Regions from separate parts of the Triticum aestivum genome. Here region 2 is linked to region 1. A link is a contact called in public Hi-C data. All regions are on one chromosome and are shown on one strand. The core of a region is the stretch at or near the end of the contact, and the rest is flanking DNA. Distances in the headings are between cores, read along the strand shown. Region 1 holds the start of LOC123044152 (serine/arginine-rich splicing factor SC35). Region 2 holds the start of LOC123044154 (calmodulin-binding transcription activator 2).

What was found. A called contact is a pair of places that touch in the nucleus more often than the background predicts.
Region 2: a Hi-C map of leaf shows a contact between it and region 1, with 7 times the contacts expected there. The contact joins the promoter of LOC123044154 here to the promoter of LOC123044152 in region 1. A contact is called at or near these places in 2 of 5 Hi-C or Micro-C datasets (both in leaf).

Annotation. Positions count from the first base shown.
Region 1 is chr2B:172,050,773-172,054,531 of IWGSC CS RefSeq v2.1, reverse strand. It overlaps LOC123044152 (serine/arginine-rich splicing factor SC35), which reads left to right and starts at 1,625. Exons shown (of 9, transcript XM_044466804.1): 1 at 1,625-1,847; 2 at 1,947-2,025; 3 at 2,225-2,304; 4 at 2,394-2,460; 5 at 3,314-3,385. The coding sequence starts at 1,772.
Region 2 is chr2B:172,376,758-172,380,516 of IWGSC CS RefSeq v2.1, reverse strand. It overlaps LOC123044154 (calmodulin-binding transcription activator 2), which reads right to left and starts at 1,939. Exons shown (of 13, transcript XM_044466807.1): 1 at 1,643-1,939; 2 at 1,120-1,239; 3 at 59-174. The coding sequence starts at 1,685.

The sequences.
Region 1 (3,759 bases), core at 376-2,875:
GTTTTGAAATTAGGATAAGACTGCAGAGGATAAGCGATAGCGGGAGCCTCTGAGATATTTGATCATGCACATAATGCATAGGCTGTTAAGACACTAGCATTAAGACGAGGGCTCCAAATGATCCCTGAGATTGGATGCTCAAGAGTCAAAGTTGAATCTGACTGTTTGGAATTGATGAAGGCTTGCAATGATAATATGGATATTCGAGGACCTAACTCAGCCTTACTTGCATACTGCTTTACTTGGCTCATGGTGTACATCTATATCGTTCAGTTTTTGTTTCAGGGAAGTGAATGGGCTGACACATTTCTTGGCTAGGATTCTAAATGTAGCTAAGTTTTTTTTTTTGAGAAATTCTTCATTCAAATTACGAATCAGTACAAAGTAGTTGACTCTTACAAACACACTGAAACGCAAACATAAAGGACCATGAACACCTAGAGTACCTTAAGACAACCATAACACAAGAAGATCTCCGGAACCCTGTGTCATCATCCCTGAATCTTGAGAGAAGACCCCTGCAGCAGAAGAATCTGCAACCAGTCGCAAACAGGTCATCATCTTCGACCACGGTATAATTGCCGCCACACTGCTCCCTCCTTTCTTGACACCATCGCTCAGAGGGCATGGACATCAATCCAACACACCTGCAATAGTCGTCGCCATCTTTGGCTTTGAGTACCGCGAAAAGTGTCCCTTCCGAAAGGAAGAGAACTCGAGTCATTCGACCGGTCCAGCACCGCGGCCGGGCCATCTGCCCGGACAAAGCAGGATCTCCCACCAGCATCAGCGCAGAGGAAGGAGAAGAACAGCAGCAACAAATCATACCAATAAGGAAGAAGAAAGGTCTTCGTCTCCCTGCATCCATCGCCCATCTGAGGATCCAAACGGCCAGTGCCAATGGACCTCCAACCACCATAGCCCGCGACCTCGACAAGATCCGGGTATCCCCAACACCGCTGGCTCCTAGACGAAGGCAAAAGCCTCGCCTGGCCGTGAACGAAGCCCGGAGAAACTTATTCCAATGCGACACCACCGCAACGGCCTCGGCAGCGTCTCCCTCAACCCTAACCCTACCACACGCCCACCTAAAGAACAGACCCGGGGTTCCCCCTCCCTCCCGCCACCGGAGCGGCCGACGGAGAGAGAGGGAACCGGCGGCGTCACCGGCGGCGCGCAAGGGATCCCGGTCGCCTCCTCCAATCGCCTGATGCGATCCTGGCGGAACGGCGTTGGCACGATTTGGAATTATTTGTGCTGTTAATGTAGCTAAGTTTGGGTGGATGTTACTCGTGAATTCTTATTATCTCTTGTACTTCATGATGTAACTCTGCCATGCTATAAATAAAAGTGCCCGTAGGCTTTCTTTTTGAAAAAGCGGATAAGACTGCTAGAGTTGTGAACGCTTGTATGAGAAAAGCCCGAAAGGTAAAAGAATGTACATGGAGAAATTCAGCTACGAAAAATAAATAGAGGCAGGATCGGGTCGGCCTGGTGTATGATACCACGGAACAGGCCGAACGGTTAGGCCCACCTTGAAAACAGGCCCAACCCCTTGAAACAGGTCGAACGGTTAGGCCCACACTGTCCGGCGTGCCGCGTGTGGCGAGCCCTAGAAGGATCGGCAACTTCTTGTGTCCACCCGACCCACAGCCTCGCGTTCCCCCCACATCTCGTCGCTCGTACTTTCCCCCAATCCGCTCGCCTCGCCTCTCCTCTCCTCAACCGCCGCTCCGCCCCCCGCGCCGCCTCCTGCTCCGGCTCCGGCGAGATGTCTCGCTTCGGGCGCTCCGGCCCGCCGCCGATCCGCGACACCTACTCCCTCCTCGTCCTCAACATCACCTTCCGTAAGTTTCCTCTCCGCATCTCCACCGCGCTCTTCCCTTCTCCCCGAGGTACGCCTCCATTAGGCGGCCGCCCTAATCCTCCCCGTGCGTGTCTGGCAGGTACCACCGCCGATGACCTTTTCCCGCTCTTCGACAAGTACGGCGAGGTCGTCGACATCTACATCCCTAGGGACCGCAGGTAGGGTTCGTTCGTATGCTGGTTCGGCAGTTAATCTGTGTTCGTGTGTAGATTGGGTGTGTGTCCTGTAGGGCTGCGAAGTGTGCACACGGAAATTTTAGGGCTGTGGGAGTTGATTCATGTTGTTTGTACATCTGCACACGGCAATTTTAGGGTTTTGGGAGTTGATTCATGTTGTTCGCACATCTATTTTCTGCAGGACTGGCGACTCGCGAGGGTTTGCCTTCGTGAGGTACAAGTATGAGGACGAGGCGCAGAAGGCAGTTGATCGCCTGGATGGTGGGTTCCTCTCCTCCATGTGAATTTGGGATTTCTGTGATACATGTTTTAGGATTGGATTCAACTTCATTTTGTTGGTTATCTTCCAGGGAGGTTGGTGGATGGGAGGGAGATGATGGTGCAGTTTGCCAAGTACGGCCCAAATGCTGAGCGGATGTAAGATACAACGTGTTCCTTGACTGCTGGCATGATTATTGAGGAAATCTTGATATTGACACTTACTCCCTCGGTTCACAAATATAAGATGTTATGGATATTTCAATATGGACTACATACGAATTGAAATGAGTGAACAAACACACTAATACGTGTCTATATGCATCCGATCCAGAAAAAAGTTAGAAAGTCTTATATTTGTGAACGGAACTATTTTTTAGCCAATGTGGTGTCTTGATATTTAGACATGGATCGGTCATTTGCAAGATGTAAACTTCTTGGTTGGATGTGTTGGGCACTACATACTCTATGTCTAGTGCAACGGTAGATTACTCGGTACTAGAGGGGCAAGGAATCGACGGTTTTGAAGATTTTGCTACATTTGGATGCCATGAACTATCTTTGATTATAAACCATCATCCCAAAGTGTTAGGTTACATCAGTATGGTGCAATATTAGGTTACTCAATACTAGAGCAATTATGGTGTTGTCTTAATTACAAAATTTGCTGATCTCAACATTTCAGCTCTTATCACATACCAGGTTACAACTTGCGTGAATATGTGATACTCTGTTTAGGAATCAACAAGAAGTGGGCATGCGCTAACCATAATACTACCTGATAAAGTTTATGCTTTTAGGAGAGTTATTTCTCATACATTGTTTTCTCTATAGTGAGAAAAGTAAGCTATGCATATTTTGTCAGCATATACACTATGTAGTCAGAATTGATTATTCCAAGAAGTTCATGAAAATTGCTCTATGTAGAAGAATGAACTAGCACCTATCATAAAACTGTTCTGTTTGTTAGTTGAAGCCGATGACCTAATATTCTTTTGCCTGAACTTTGCAGTCAGAAAGGGAGAATCATGGAAACTGTCCCGAAGCCAAGGGGTCGTTCCAGAAGCCGCAGTCCAAGACGGGGGTACTTTTTTCCTATATATTTCTTCGTTGTCGTTCACATTATAGTATATCGTATATTTCTTCGTTGTCGTTTTCACATTATAGTATATTGTAGATTTCATTTACCATGCACATATGTAGGCGGCTTATCTGGTTTGGGATTCAATTGAAGCACATTATAAAGAAAGAGAAATAGGGCTATAGTTCAGTAGTTGTGTAAGTAATGGAGGTTCCAGTAAGTTCTTCAACATCAAACTATGGACATGCCATGGTTGTTGGCTTTGCTGACTGCTACCATACCATGTCTATTGGTCACTTTGATGGACGGAGACATGTTCCTAACGATAAGATTATCCATCAAAGTGGGATTCTATTGGGATTTCCTCCATTCTTGTT
Region 2 (3,759 bases), core at 690-3,189, 330 kb before region 1:
CTGGTGTTTTCAAATTATATATAGAAAGGAAGTCCTCTGTGGAAGAGCTTGTACATACTTTCAGCTTTTCATGAGCTTCCTTTACTGTCTTGCCATCCTTCTTCTTTCTCCAGATGTGTCCATCCTTTCTGAAGTATCTCAATATTTTCCGGTCAAACAGAAACAGTGAACCACCTACAGGAATGACATGGATAAGAAAGTTGTATCAGTATTGGACTATTGGTCATAGTTAAAAAAGGCGCGCCTAAGCGAGCGCTTAAGCTCGCCTAGGCTCTAGGCGTTGGCAAAACGCATTGCGAATAACTACGCTTAATCTGCGCATAAGCATGCGCTTCGGTCAGTAAAGCGCAAGGCGGTGGCAAAACGCACAATTAACGCCTAGCGCTTTTTTGAACTATGCTATTGGTATGTCATTTCGTAAAATAACCAACATGTACTTACCAGGTGCAAATCAAGCAGGTACAGGTTATACAGCACACAAGATACAGAGGAAAAAGAAACCAAGAAACAATAATAAGCATGCCACTTATCTCTACAAACAGGGAGTTCATATGGCAGTATAAGCACGCAAAATAATTCAAACATCCAAGTAGTACCATAAGCAACCTGGTCACATGCCATTTATTTGTCTATCCCCATTGTGAAATGACTAGTGATTAATGGATGCATGATCACTCATCTTTTAAACTCAAAGGAGCCAATTCGTATGGTTGATGCTTTAAAAGGTTACTCCCTGGATCATGCTCTATATATTTGATGCAATGGCAGCCTTAGAAACATTTTTAATGCGAGATGAGGGGAATATTCCCTTTAGGGGATTATTATTCCGAGCTGTAGCATGTTAATACCAGTGTTAAAAGGTTTTTAGACTCCTTGGAACTGCTGACTGAAATTGAAACATTCCCTAGCAAAACAGCACTTCCTAGGACCTCAATAAGTTGGACTTCTAGAATATCCGCGTGCAACTTCCATGCTACAGAAAAAGAGTTGACGAGCACAGAACCCTAGAACATAAGTCTACACCATCAAGCCGAATGGGTGAGAAAGCATAAATAGCCACTGTGGTATAAACGTTTTCTATGAGGTTGGTCCGAAATTCCAAATAGGGAGAAGGCATACTTGGAGGCCTGTTTGGCGGCTCGGGCGCAATGGAGAACTTCTTGTAATTCGACAGTATTTGGCAGATTTCAGTGGGTCGCAGCCATCGATTCTGTGCTTCCTGCAGTATCTGGGGGATATCTGCGAATTAACAGCGACATTAGTCAGTCAGTAACCAACAACACTAGTAACTTACTCAAAACTCGCCTTCATCAACAGTATCATGCCGTCTAGGTTCCGTTCATGCTCCGATTAGTTTTCCTGGTTTTCCTAATCCAACCCCCGAATCAACTGCGAGTCTAAACTCTACAAAAGGCGCTAGAAACAAATTCCAAACTCTAAACCCATAGAAACAAAGCGGCCACCAAAAATTCGCAACCCAGGGGAATCGCTCGAAGGCGGAGCCCTAAATCTCCCCGTACGGCCCCACAAAAACCCTGACAAAATCACCGAAAACTTCCGCCAACGAACCGGGAAACCCCGCGAAATCCCTAGACGGGCGTACGGATCAACCGCCGCGGTAGCACAAGAGGCGAATCCGCACCTGGGGGCTGGTTGGACAGCCCGTACTTGTGCATCTCCGCCATGCGATGATCCGGCCTGGTCCCTTCCGCCGCACCTCAGTCCTCACTCCTCCCCGCTCCAATCGCTCGCTTCCCGAGGGGGATATGGGGGGGAATTTTTATCCGGGCGGCGGGGGCGGCTTCACGGGATTCTTCGGCTCGGGGCAGGGCGCCGTCGGATTGGAATATTTGCTTCGGGAGAAGAGAGTGAGGGGGGAGGAAAAAGGCAGCGGAGCCGCGGAACGCTGTGCGAAGGGTGCGGAAATGACGCGGTTGCCCCGGCTTGGACGGCGGTCTGGGCCTGTGGGTTAGGTGGGGCTCCCGTCGTCGCTAGCGCTAAACTCTGGTTAGGATCGCGGAACCCGGGCGCCGGGAAGAGAAGGGTCCCGGAACCCAACCCGAGCCCGTGGTTGGTCGCTTGCTGCCCGCGGTGGCCGCCGCGGCTGACGACGGGTCTGACGGCGACGCGACTGCGGGGCTGAAGTTACCGTGCTGCCCCTCCCTGGTTAAGGACCACGTAATCATGGTTTGGGAGTTTTCTTGCGGGATAAAGCGGGTTTGGGATTGCCTTCCGCATGATCAAGGACCACGTGCACCGCATGCTGCGTCATGTGCGCATTTCTCTATCTAAATGTGCATACCTGCATATGATTAGCATTTCTTTTGGCATTTTGAGTGAAAGAATGTTTGCATGTAGGGCCTATCTGCTGTCCAATTCCGAGCTGTTCAGTGGGACTTGTAGAGAATGATTTGGTGCATCGATATCTCATTGATCGTGCACTAGGCACATATATATAGATACAAGGGGTGCGACCGGTGTCTTGTCTCCTAAGATACAAGTACATACAGAGGGAGAGAGACACTGCAGGTGTGGCATACAAAACCCAGACCTATGTACATGTACACATGTTCAACACCCCCCCCCCCCTCGCTGTTGAAGCGTCGCCGCTGACACAAAGACTGGATCGAAAGCCCTCGAAATCGAGGTAGGTAGTCCCTTCATCATAACATCAGCGAACTGTTGATCGGTGGGCACATGCAGAACTCGAACACGACCAAGTGCGACGTGCTCCCGGACGAAGTGAATGTCGAGCTCAATATGTTTCGTCCGTCGGTGATGAACAGGGTTGGCAACGAGGTAGACCGCAGAGACGTTGTCACAGTAGACAAGCGTGGCCTTGGGAACCTCACATAGCAACTCCTGAAGTAGCTGCCATAGCGAGGAGCACTCCACGACGGCATTAGCCACAGCCCTGTACTCAGCCTCGGCGCTCGATCGTGAGACCGTGGGTTGTCGTTTAGACGACCACGAATCAGAGAGGGCCCGAGGTAGACGCAGTAGCCGTAAGTGGAACGCCGAGTGTCAGGACACCCAGCCCAGTCGGCGTCGGAGTAGGCGACAAGACTGGTGTCAGGTGATGCCGTAAGGGTGAGACCCATAGCCGCGGTGCCACGTATATACCGGAGAATACGTTTCACTAGAGCCCAATGAGTGTCACGAGGAGCATGCATGTGAAGGCACACCTGCTGGACAACATACTGAATATCCGGACGCATCAGTGTGAGGTACTGAAGAGCATCGACAATGGAGCGGTAGAAGGGAGCGTCGGATCGGAGAGCCCTCGACGGCGGACACCTTAGCCTTCATATCGACAGGCGTGGTAGCAGGCTTGCAGTTAAGCATGCCGACTCACTCCAGAAGCTCGTAGGCATACTTCTGCTGATGCAGGAAGAAGCCAGTGGCACGGTGGACGACCTTGATGCCGAGGAAGTAGTGGAGAACTCCCAAGTCCTTGAGGGCGAACCCGGTGCCGAGGCGAGCTGTGATCTGCTGAAGTAGCGCTGGCGAGGACGCAGTGAGGATGATGTCGTCAACGTACAGGAGATGGTACGCGGTGGCGGCGAACTGGTGATAAACAAACAGGGAGGCATCAGACCATGTGGACCGGAACCCCTGCTGCTGAAGGAAGGCCACGATCCGCTGGTATCAGGCCCAAGGCGCCTGCTTCAACCCGTATAGAGAACGGCAGAGCAAGCACACGTGGTTCGGATAGTCGGTGTCGAAACCAGTGGGTTGCTGACAAAACACTTGCTCATC